2 separate regions of the Rattus norvegicus genome follow, and region 1 is linked to region 2. The links are chromatin contacts, called in public Hi-C maps. All regions are on one chromosome and are shown on one strand. The core of a region is the stretch at or near the end of the contact, and the rest is flanking DNA. Distances in the headings are between cores, read along the strand shown. Region 1 overlaps Mecom (MDS1 and EVI1 complex locus). Region 2 holds the start of Mecom (MDS1 and EVI1 complex locus).

Evidence for each region. Hi-C and Micro-C count contacts between places; a contact is called where the count stands out from the background.
Region 1: a Hi-C map of the A7r5 cell line shows a contact between it and region 2, with 1.9 times the contacts expected there. The contact joins the enhancer-like site here to the promoter of Mecom in region 2. A contact is called at or near these places in 4 of 12 Hi-C or Micro-C datasets (the A7r5 cell line, Schwann cells, kidney and 1 more).

The regions. Positions count from the first base shown.
Region 1 is chr2:114,877,707-114,882,498 of GRCr8, reverse strand. The region is part of intron 1 of Mecom (MDS1 and EVI1 complex locus); the gene reads right to left. Among named protein-coding and RNA genes, the nearest start is that of Mecom, 42 kb to the right of the region's middle. Within about 2 kb of position 2,623, at least 11 of the 93 cell types and tissues checked have an H3K27ac peak or open chromatin away from gene starts, as enhancers often do. A contact at or near this core is called in the A7r5 cell line, where this site is marked.
Region 2 is chr2:114,836,365-114,841,386 of GRCr8, reverse strand. It overlaps Mecom (MDS1 and EVI1 complex locus), which reads right to left and starts at 3,494. Exons shown (of 17, transcript NM_001389282.2): 1 at 3,175-3,494. The coding sequence starts at 3,211.

The DNA.
Region 1 (4,792 bases), core at 1,374-3,873, 42 kb before region 2:
CTTGCGCTTGCTAGGCAAGCGCTCTACCACTGAGCTAAATCCCCAACCCCTAGCCCTTTGTTTTTTAAGACAGTCTAGTGTAGCCCAGGTTGGCCTTAAATTCCTGATCCTCCTGCCCCTATCTGTAATCTTGGGATTATAGGTGTGGGCCATCACACTGTTTATCCAGTGCTGAATCAAACCCAGAATCTTCCACATGCTAGGCGAGCAGTCTCCTAAATACTACACGGCTATAGGTTCAGCCTAGATCTCTCTTTTGAAGCTCTCGTACACCTATAGGGGCCACTAATCCTAAAGACGCAGAGGATGAAAACCACCAGGCCCAAGGGTTAACGTGGAAAACAGAGCCCTGGTGTCCCCCTGGGGAACCAGCCCTTCATGTTCTAAGACAGTCATCACCCAGATTCCTGAAAACAATAGCGGCTTCTTGTTTAGAACGGAACCGCACCTGCTGGAATACGTGTCAACAAACAATCGCTTTGTTTTTCATATTCGCCATCCAAGCTGAGGCAATGGGACTTCCTGAAGCGAGTACTGGAAGACTTATTCTTAGAAGAGGACAGAATTCTCATTTTAACACGAGGCTCAGGGGCCGAGTGCTGGCCATCTTCCTTCCTTCTTTTGTACTCCCTGGTGTTCATCTTATTTGGTTTTCAACAGGTTTATTTCCATTGCAGCCCGGGGCTTCCAACGCCCAAAAACGCCCAGCCCACGATGCCGTAAATGGTGAGCACGCTGGCTTCTGCTTCCTCTCCCTGAGAACCCAGACCCTTTGTTGTTCCGCCATTCCAAAAGGCCCTGGGAAGGTTCTTTGCTCCTCTGGTGACAGGCTTGGGATGAAGACTTGGGAACTCCTATTTGCTAAACTCTCGCTCCTGGCTAAATCTTTCTGCTTGTTCTTTTTCCTCGTCTAATCATGCTACCTGCTACTACTTTTCCTGATGCAGTCTGACGAACGTCTGTTGAACACATCGGGACAGTTTTAAAAGGAGTTATTTTGGTGGCAAAGGCACTCAGTTGTGATTTAAAAGTGTTTTAAGTGATTCATCCAAGGTTGTCTCCATGGACTCCGGAAATAACCACAGCCAAAATACCCCGGCGAGAGCAGAATATGAGAGGCAGATAGCACCTATTATTACTTTTATCTGGGTGCAGCCGGGCTCCAGATTAATGGGGGCAAGCAAAGGTCCAGGCCTCAGACATGGCCAATTTTAAGCAAACTAGTGCTAGTGTTGATAAGTATTCAATAAGGGCTTGGAATCTAATTATTTGTAAGAAGTGTCTTTGTTTCCTGATCTGTAAAGGAGATGGGGAAATACTGTGATTTCGTGCCATTTTAAAAAAAATGAAAAAGCAACATAAAAAAATGCAAATACAGAAGAAAAGATGTGGGGTTTGAAGTTGGCTTTAGAGAGCTGTGTAACCTTGGGGAAGTCACCTCGTCTCTCTGTGACTTGAATTCCTAATCAACAATAATGCTGGGGGACAAGGTGCTCTCCAAATTCCCCTTCAGATCAGAAAGTCTGGGATAACTATCCCAGATAGATCCAAACTTGTAAAGGAATCAAAAGGAATAGTCTAGTGTGACAGATAACACGGACTTGAAACTTAGTTCACCTGATATTTCTTAATGACTTAACACCACTATACCTCACCCCAGAGCTAGCCTGTCCCCTGTGTGCCCACCAGTAACCTTGAAATTCTCCACCTCCCTGGTACCGGGATTTCAGGCACGAACATCTCTCCTGGTTTACACAGCCCCGTGCGGGGATGGAAGACGGGTTCTGTGCATGCTGGGCAAGCGTACTTCCAATTGAGCCACACCCCAGTCTCAGTGTCAGTAGTTAGAAGAGAGCTTTCCTTGTAAAACTTTTCAATGACAGACAGTCAGCAAGTCCCAGCACACAGCTAGCTGAAGCAGAGCAGTTGTGTTTATCTGTTTACCTATATTTCTGGAAAGAAAGAAGCTCAAGCGGGGGCTGTTTAACGGAAGACTCCTCAAACTGTCCATCACTTGGTTCACTCCGTCAGAACATGGGTGATACGGGCTCTGCTGTGACACAGTCACAGGAAAGCCACCTCTCAGGGAAGGTGAAATCCAAGGAGACCAAGAAAATGCCTTCTTAAAAAACTGTAAGCAGGCTGGTGCGATGGCTTGGTGAGTGAGGGCGCCTGCTGCCATACTTGAAGGTCTGAGTTCAATCCCCACGACCCACTCCTGCACATGTGTGCAAGCACACACACGCACACTCACTTACACATTGATCAATTTTAACCAAGTTTTTTAAACGAGAGATATCAGGTGCCAAGCTTAAAAGTTTGACAATTTGTTGAGCTTGGGGTGTGGACAAGTGGCAGAGTGAATGCCTCGCAAATCAAGGTCCTGGGTCAGAGTCCTAGCACTGCAAAAGCTGGTATAATAATAATAATAATAATAATAATAATAATAATAATAATAATAATAATGACAACTCTAACCCTTTGTATCCATACTGACTGTATGCAGCCAACAGTTACTGAAGTCGTTTCATTCTTAAACAAAGTGAGTCAGACCCTAGTCACTTCTGGTCTCGGAACTCTGCATACCTAAGGTCCTACGTAGCTCGGGCCTCACAGGACAGAGAGGGTACTTCAGAGTACGTAAGGGCAGGTGCTGTACTAAGCATACCCCACAGCTCCAGCCTCTGCCTTTCTGCAAAGATGAGCTCACTTATTATGGGGAATTTTTTTTTCGTGTGTCAGAATAAAAAAGCCAAGACAGCGAGAGTCTGTAAATCTGGTTAATCACCCTATCACTTGTCTTTTACAAGCTCCTATTGTGTGCCTGGCACTACCCTGGCACCAGAGTTTCCAAGATAAGATCAAACACTAGTAAAAGCAAGCCAGATCCTTGAGGACTCTCAGACCATATCACAGGATGCTTAAAAGAACAGCCTGTGGGCTCAGACTGCCCCGGGTCATGGTCACTAGAAGGAAGAACAGTGTGTAATTCAGAGCGAGGAACTTCCTTACTTCACTGTCTCCTCCCAGTTCAGCTCTGCTCCCAGAAAGGAATTCTCCAGTGAGCCAAAGATGAGATGCAAAGAATGAGGAGAAAGTTAGAGGGCTGGAATGTAGCCCAGTGGTTCAGCACTTGCCTAACAAGTACAAGGTCCCAGGTTCAATACCCAAGGTGGGGAGGGAAGAACATAAAGGAAAGGAAAGGGGAGGGGAAATGGGAGAGGGGTAGGAGAGAAAGAGAAAGGGTCTGGAGGAGAAAAGAAGGGGGAGACAGGGAAGAAAAGGGGGAACCTCCTGACATCAAACACACTGCTTCTACATATTTGGCACCTAAAACAAGGAAGGAAATGGCGTCAAGCATGAGTCAAGTCACAATGTGGACTACAGGCGAAGCCCTTCTTCATACCCCTGAATGGAAAACTAACTCCTCTCAAATCATTCTCAGAATGCAGAGTGAGCCCAAACAATCCACCTACGGGCACCCAGAATCACGTGTGTCTCCTCAAACCCACAAAGATAATGTTGAAAATGTGTAACCGTGGCCACAGCCGCACAGAAAGCTGCCCCAGTGCCCCTGCATCATACTCCATAGTAAAATGATGGGGGATTAGTAAGGAGCGGCTGCCCTACAGTCTCCACTGAATCAACAAGTACTCCTGGGATTTCAGAAATGAAGTCCCAACGGCAGCACACACACTCAGCTTGTGAAGGTAGAGACTAATGCTGGCAACTCTTGTCGAACTAATCTTCTGGCAGGTGGGTGATGATTGGCACTTTTTAGATGCACAGATGTTGGAAAAGGCGATGTACGGCTGCGCATTTTCTCTATTTACCCAACTCAGCCCTTAAACTCTCTAACTGGCCAATAAATATTCATTGTACGTTAGTGTGTACGTACACAAGCTACTTCATGCCAAATGTGTGCAAGTCAGAGGACAGCTTAGTGGAAGTTCTTTCTCTCCTTCCACCAAGTGGGTTTCTGGCATCCAGGACGGGTCATGAAGCTAGGCAGAAATCCACGTATTTGCTGAACCATCTTCCCTACCCAGAAAAAAAAAGTTAACAGATCTTTACAAAGAAGAAAAATGCTGGGTCTCATAAAACCTAAGTGTATATGTACAAGCATACATACGCTTCTTTGAATCCACCAGCAGTGTGTATGTGTGTGTGTGTGTGTGTGTGTGTGTGTGGTTTGATATGGCATGTGTGTATGTGTGTATATGTGTACGTGTGTACATGTGTATGTGTATATGGGTGTGCGTGTGTGTGTGCGTGCCCATTTGTGTGTATGTGTGTGTATGTTTGTATACATGTGTATGTGTGTATGTGTGCATGTGTGTGTATGTGTGTGTGTGTTTGTATATGTGTGTATGTATGCATGTGTGTGTGTGTGTGTGTGAATGTACACAGGTGTTTCCCATGCACCTCCTTTCTTTGTATTTTCTCTACTATTTCTGAACTGCCCATTCCAGACTGCCTTAAACTCTGAGGACTCTGGTTAAACAGGACGACTATCCACCTCTTTTGTAACATCCTCCCCTAACATCTCTGATTCCATTATGTGTCTGGTCTTTAAAAGTCATTATAAAAGTCCTTCCGGCCTGGGCCTGATCTCAGACATGCAGCTCTGGGGTCTGGGGAACCACATCTCCCAGCGCTCCATTCAACAGTCTGTGAACAGAGCTCCACTACTGGGAAATGGGTGGGTTCTCGCATGGCTTGACCAAAGCCTCCCTTCACAAAAGCTGAGATAAATGCTCCACAGGCTGGTGGGTAGTCTCTCCTGATCTCG
Region 2 (5,022 bases), core at 2,245-4,744:
TACCTCACTTCCTTCCCCCACCCCCACCCCGAGGAAGAGCGGCAACTGGAATTTCTGGCAAGGCCCAGGTGCTTCTCCAGCTGCCCCACACACCCCAAATAAAACGGCTGAGAAGTCTCCTGGCTGCCAGAATGGGCTTGCTTTATTTAGTTTTCTTTTCTCGAAGATGGAAATGTAAGTCAAAGGGTTTTAGGCAGTATATAGTCAGTTCTCTTGCTTTTCCCTTTAAAAAAAACTTTTTTACATTAAATCTTTCTATCTTCCCGTACGGGATACAACGAAATTATTAGTTTCAAGTATTGTGCAAAAAATAAGTCCTATAAATTAGACCCAAGATAGTGCTCGCAATCTGTCCCTGTAACATCAGGGAGTATTTTCAAGGTATGTGGTCTCTGGTCTCTAACCTTGGGCTTTAGTCAAGACCAAATTAAACTGACATCCACCAAAAGACGCACACAAAAGAAAAGAAATAATCGAGTTTGGGAGAAAGAACTATTTGTGTGTGGTTTGTTTCTCTTGTAATGCTTACGTTTGCCAGGATTACGGTAAATTGGTTTTGTCTTGTTTTGTTTCAGATATGCTGGTTACATTACCTCTTCCTAACTCAGGAAAGGGGGGGGGGGGGAATAGTGCCTGCAAACAGCTAAGTTTCCGTTGGATGATTGCACCGCAGGGGTCACCAGCCACCTCTGCCACGCGCAGTTTGGCGAAAGGAAATAGCGCTTTAAAATACAAAAATCCGTAGTTCTGATATGATTTCCTTTATTGCTCAGACGGTAGCTGAAAACTGCACGAAGCAGCGCCCGTGTCTCTGGAAGGCAGCCGCCGCCGAAGCAGTAAAGCCCTGCTAGTGGGAACCCGGGGCTCAGCAGGAAAAGTTCCTAAGCCTGGGGTCCCGCTCTTTAGAAAGCACACGGGCATCCTTACCCGACACGAGACAAAAATCAATGTATCTCACATGCGGTGACTGACAAGTCTCATCAGATCAGAAAGGAGGCTCAGCTTCTGGGCTCAGTAGTGGGCTACAGGGTGTACAGCTTGCTTAGCAATTAACATGGCTAAGGCTCGCGGGGTCGGGGCGGGGAGGGGGGGGTACGATCCTTAAGAAAATTCGAAAGGTTTTGCTTTCTGCTTTCGCTTGGTCGGATGCAGGGCAACCAGGCAGGGTGCAAAGCCTTAGTCAGGCTTTCATTTCACAACTTACTGCTCGGTTGAAACGATCTCCCCGCCTCCCCTCAAACACACACACACACACACACACACACACACACACACACACACCTAACCTTTGAAGTCTCAAAGCCATCAAGCATGTGTGCATTTATTCTCTCTCAGGTGAAAATAAAGACACCGGGCTCAATGAAAAGCCAACAGGAAAAACAGTTTCGCTGGCGCACTTTACACTGTTACAACGAAGTGAAAGGAGCCGTGGGAGCAGAGAAAGAAGCAGGCTGACTGACCCAGGAGGCCGACGGCCCTGTATTTAGATTGATCCCTGCGACCTGAGTTCTGAGAGAAAAGATGCCGCTAGAGAGTGTGTGAGTGCAAGACACGAGTACGGAGTGGCTGGAGCTCTGGAAAGACGCCCGCGAGGACGGCGTCTCGCCGGGCGTTACGTTGGATTCTCCACAACGAGAATGCAGGGGAGCTGCGACTGTAGCCGGCGCCGCTGAGCCAGGACGCGCCCGGTGGTGCCGCATGCAGTGCCTCCAGCCCTAAATTCCAATGTGCAAGGGATTGGGAGGGGGGTACGCTTGGGGACTTCACTGGGGAAAACATATACCCACATCCTATCTTTTGCCTCTGATCCGAAACAAAACAATTAAAGAGAGTTCGAGATTCCTCAAGTCCAAGTGTGAGAGGCATGGGCGGTCTGGCCGGTCCCCTCTCGAAGCAGCTCTGATATCCGAGGGAGAAAGTACACTGCAGGCTGCTCGCCGGGTCCCCTTCAACGCTGGGCGGAAGCATTTGAACAAACCCAGCACAGACGCCTGCTGGTCCGTGCTAAGCAACGCTTCCCACCCTACGCTGTCCCTGAGTGTCACCCAAGCCTTCGCTGAAAGCGTGGGGGATGGGAGTCCCGTTCCCCGTAGCCTCAAACCCCACTGCCCTAGTCCCGCGTGACCGAGGCTGCTCCGCTCCGGGCAGGCAGAGGGCGCCGGGGAGGACCAATGACCCGGGACCCCTGCTGCACCCAGAAAGAAAGTGGCAGACTGAACTGCGCCCCCTCCGCGGCCCCGAGTTCCGACAGCCCGCCCCCTGGGGGTCACTCGGCGCCCTGCCAGCCCGGGCTTCTCGGGTCGGAGCGCGCCCTCCCGGCCTTATGGTGCTGCGTTCTCGGCTGGCCGCGCGCCCTCCGCCCCCAGGCCGGAGAACGCCAGCGAGGCCTCCGCTCTCCCCACCTGCCCAGTGACTCTGCGAAGCCGAGAGCTCGGCGCTGCCGGAGCTCCCCCAACCCATCCCCAGGACCGCGCCCCCCCACACCTCTGCCTCCCCTTCCCCAGGGCTCCCGGCGCGCCGCACACGCCGCCGCACACAAGGACCGAGCGCACAGCGCCCACTACCGCAGCCGCGGCTCGGCGCAGCGCCGATCGCCCGCGCAACTTGCAAGCGGCCGCCTCGCAACTTTTCCCAACTCCATCGCGGCCCGCTGCCGCCACAGCCACCACGGCTCCCTCTGAGCCCGCCACCCATCCCAAACCCCAGAAACAAACAGAGCTTCGGAAAGGCGCCCTTCCCCTGCCCGCCCCCCTCCCCCCTCCTCCAGCTCCGGGGACTAGCTGGTTGGCCAGAGGCGACTCTCCCCCGCCTGGGGGGGAAGGGAGGGGAGGGGGACACACTCTCCTCTCCCCCCACCCCTTCGCGCTCACTCGCGCGCGCTCTCCTCCCTCCCACTCAGCTTTTTGCTGCCCCCACCCCCACCCCGGAGTTGCCACAGCTGGTCCTGGTGCGGGGCTCAGGGCTACCGCGGCTCCACTGCGCCCAGAGCAGGAGCCAGGGAGCGGAGGCAGAAATCGGCAGGTTGCTCGGGCTGCAGGCTGCGCTGCGCCTGCCTTCCACCCGGGGCCCCCCGCGCCAAAGCAGCCCGCGCTCTCTCCCCGAGTGCTAGACACAGATATGCAAGATGGCAGAGAAGGGGGGGGGAAGCCAATAGAAAAGGGATATTGCACCTACTTGTGGCCAGTTTCCTTGCCCTGCCTTTGGATCTCATGCTGTGCCCAGTTCTGCAGCCGCTGCTGGGTGGTTAGGTTTTTTTTTTTTTCTTGGATCTTTTCCTTCTTTTGGTCTCTCTCTCCCCCTCCCTCCTCCTCTCTCTCTCTCTCTCTCTCTCTCTCTCTCTCTCTCTCGTCTCACACACGCACACACACACTCGGTCTTTCACTCTCTCTCTCCCTCCCTCTCTCTCTTTCTCTCAATCCACACTCGCTATCTCTAGCATTGTCAGTTTGGACACCTTCGCACATGCGCGTTAGACGCCCCTCCAACATCTCAGCGCCGCCAAAAAAAGTTTGGAGCGATTTATCACTTTGATTTGGAGATCTTGTCAGATGGCAATCGCCGAGGAGGCGGAGAAAGGGAGCTACGGGGAGGGCGGCAGGGGGCGGGGAGCGAGCGTGGGGAGCTGGAGGGGAGCAGACACTTCACCCAAACGGGGGGGGGGGAGAAAAAGAAAAGAAATGCAAAGTCTTGGACAGAGAATTGATTCGTGGGGCAGAGGACTGTGCCTGTGTGGGAGTCAACAATAAGCCTGCACTGTAATTATTATTAATGTTTTCTCCACCATAAATTACATTGTCTATAGGGGAAACGAGCGGAGGAGGAAAAAAAATACTTTAGGTTAAATCTTTCCGTCTTCAAAAGAACTAGATTGAGGGCTGGACCGTGAACGCATTATCAGAAGGCGAGAAGCATCTTGAACTTGAGAGATCTGCTGTTGCTGCCCGCGCTCTCCTCCTGAAGTTCCTGGGGCTTCCGCTTTGGATGAATAACCGGTTCTCGATTTTAGCTATAATACTAACGGTAGCTGCTATCCTTGGAACATTTCAGTAGTCTGTTTCCATCAAGTAGCAACAATCGCCCTTGATGCTCGGGTCCCGCCGTGCTGGGTGTTTGACATCCAAGACCTCCTGCCTTGCCTAAGGTCGGCCGTCACCTTCCGGCCTCCTGCTGCTACTCAGTCTGCCTGCCATTTCCACTCACTTACTGAAACCTACAACCTTTGGGGTCACCAGAAGGAGGAAGGGGGGAAATTCCATACGCATACCTAGAAAATACAAAAAGAACATTGTTGAAATGTGCCTAATTACTGAATTTACTAATGAAGTGTGCAGGCAGAGAGGAGGACGCAAGGGGTTAGGTGTGTTCGAGGTATGAATCACTCCCAACTCAGTATGGATTTTTCTCTTAGTACAACCTTCTTTCATTAAACAGTTGTGTTCAATACCTTCCACGTGCTATTTATGTCTCCATTAATATCTGCTGCAAATCCTGCCAGACGCCATAAAAGAAAATTGCAATCTTTTCCGTGCGGTGCTGCTACCATCCTCATACTCAAGTCAGAAAGAACAGGGGGGGAAGCTGGTCCTGGCGTCTTCTCTGAGAGAGAATGGAGGACAGGCGGGTTGTTGGGACTCAGTTGCACCTGTTGGTATTCATTTTGTCTGAGCTCAGACTGCGGTTGTGAGAGAGCTAATATCTAGGTTCAATTCCCAGGGGACTTCGGTGGCCAAGAAAACCAACGCTTACAAGACCTACCTCAACTAAGGATACCCACCACCTTCCCCTCCCCAGAGCTGTGTAATTCCAGGGGCATTCAGACATAAAATACAGGTCCCTAGAGAACCGAACTACAGCTCCCAAGGGAGACAGATGTGTAACCTTGAAATATGAGGAAGAGACAGAGGAGGTAAAGGAGGAAATGGCAGAGAACAGGAGTGAAAACAGCTTCCAGAAGAGAAAATGCTGGAGCCCGCACACACGTGAACCCCAGGGAATTCTGCCATCTCCCCTCCCCCACAGAGG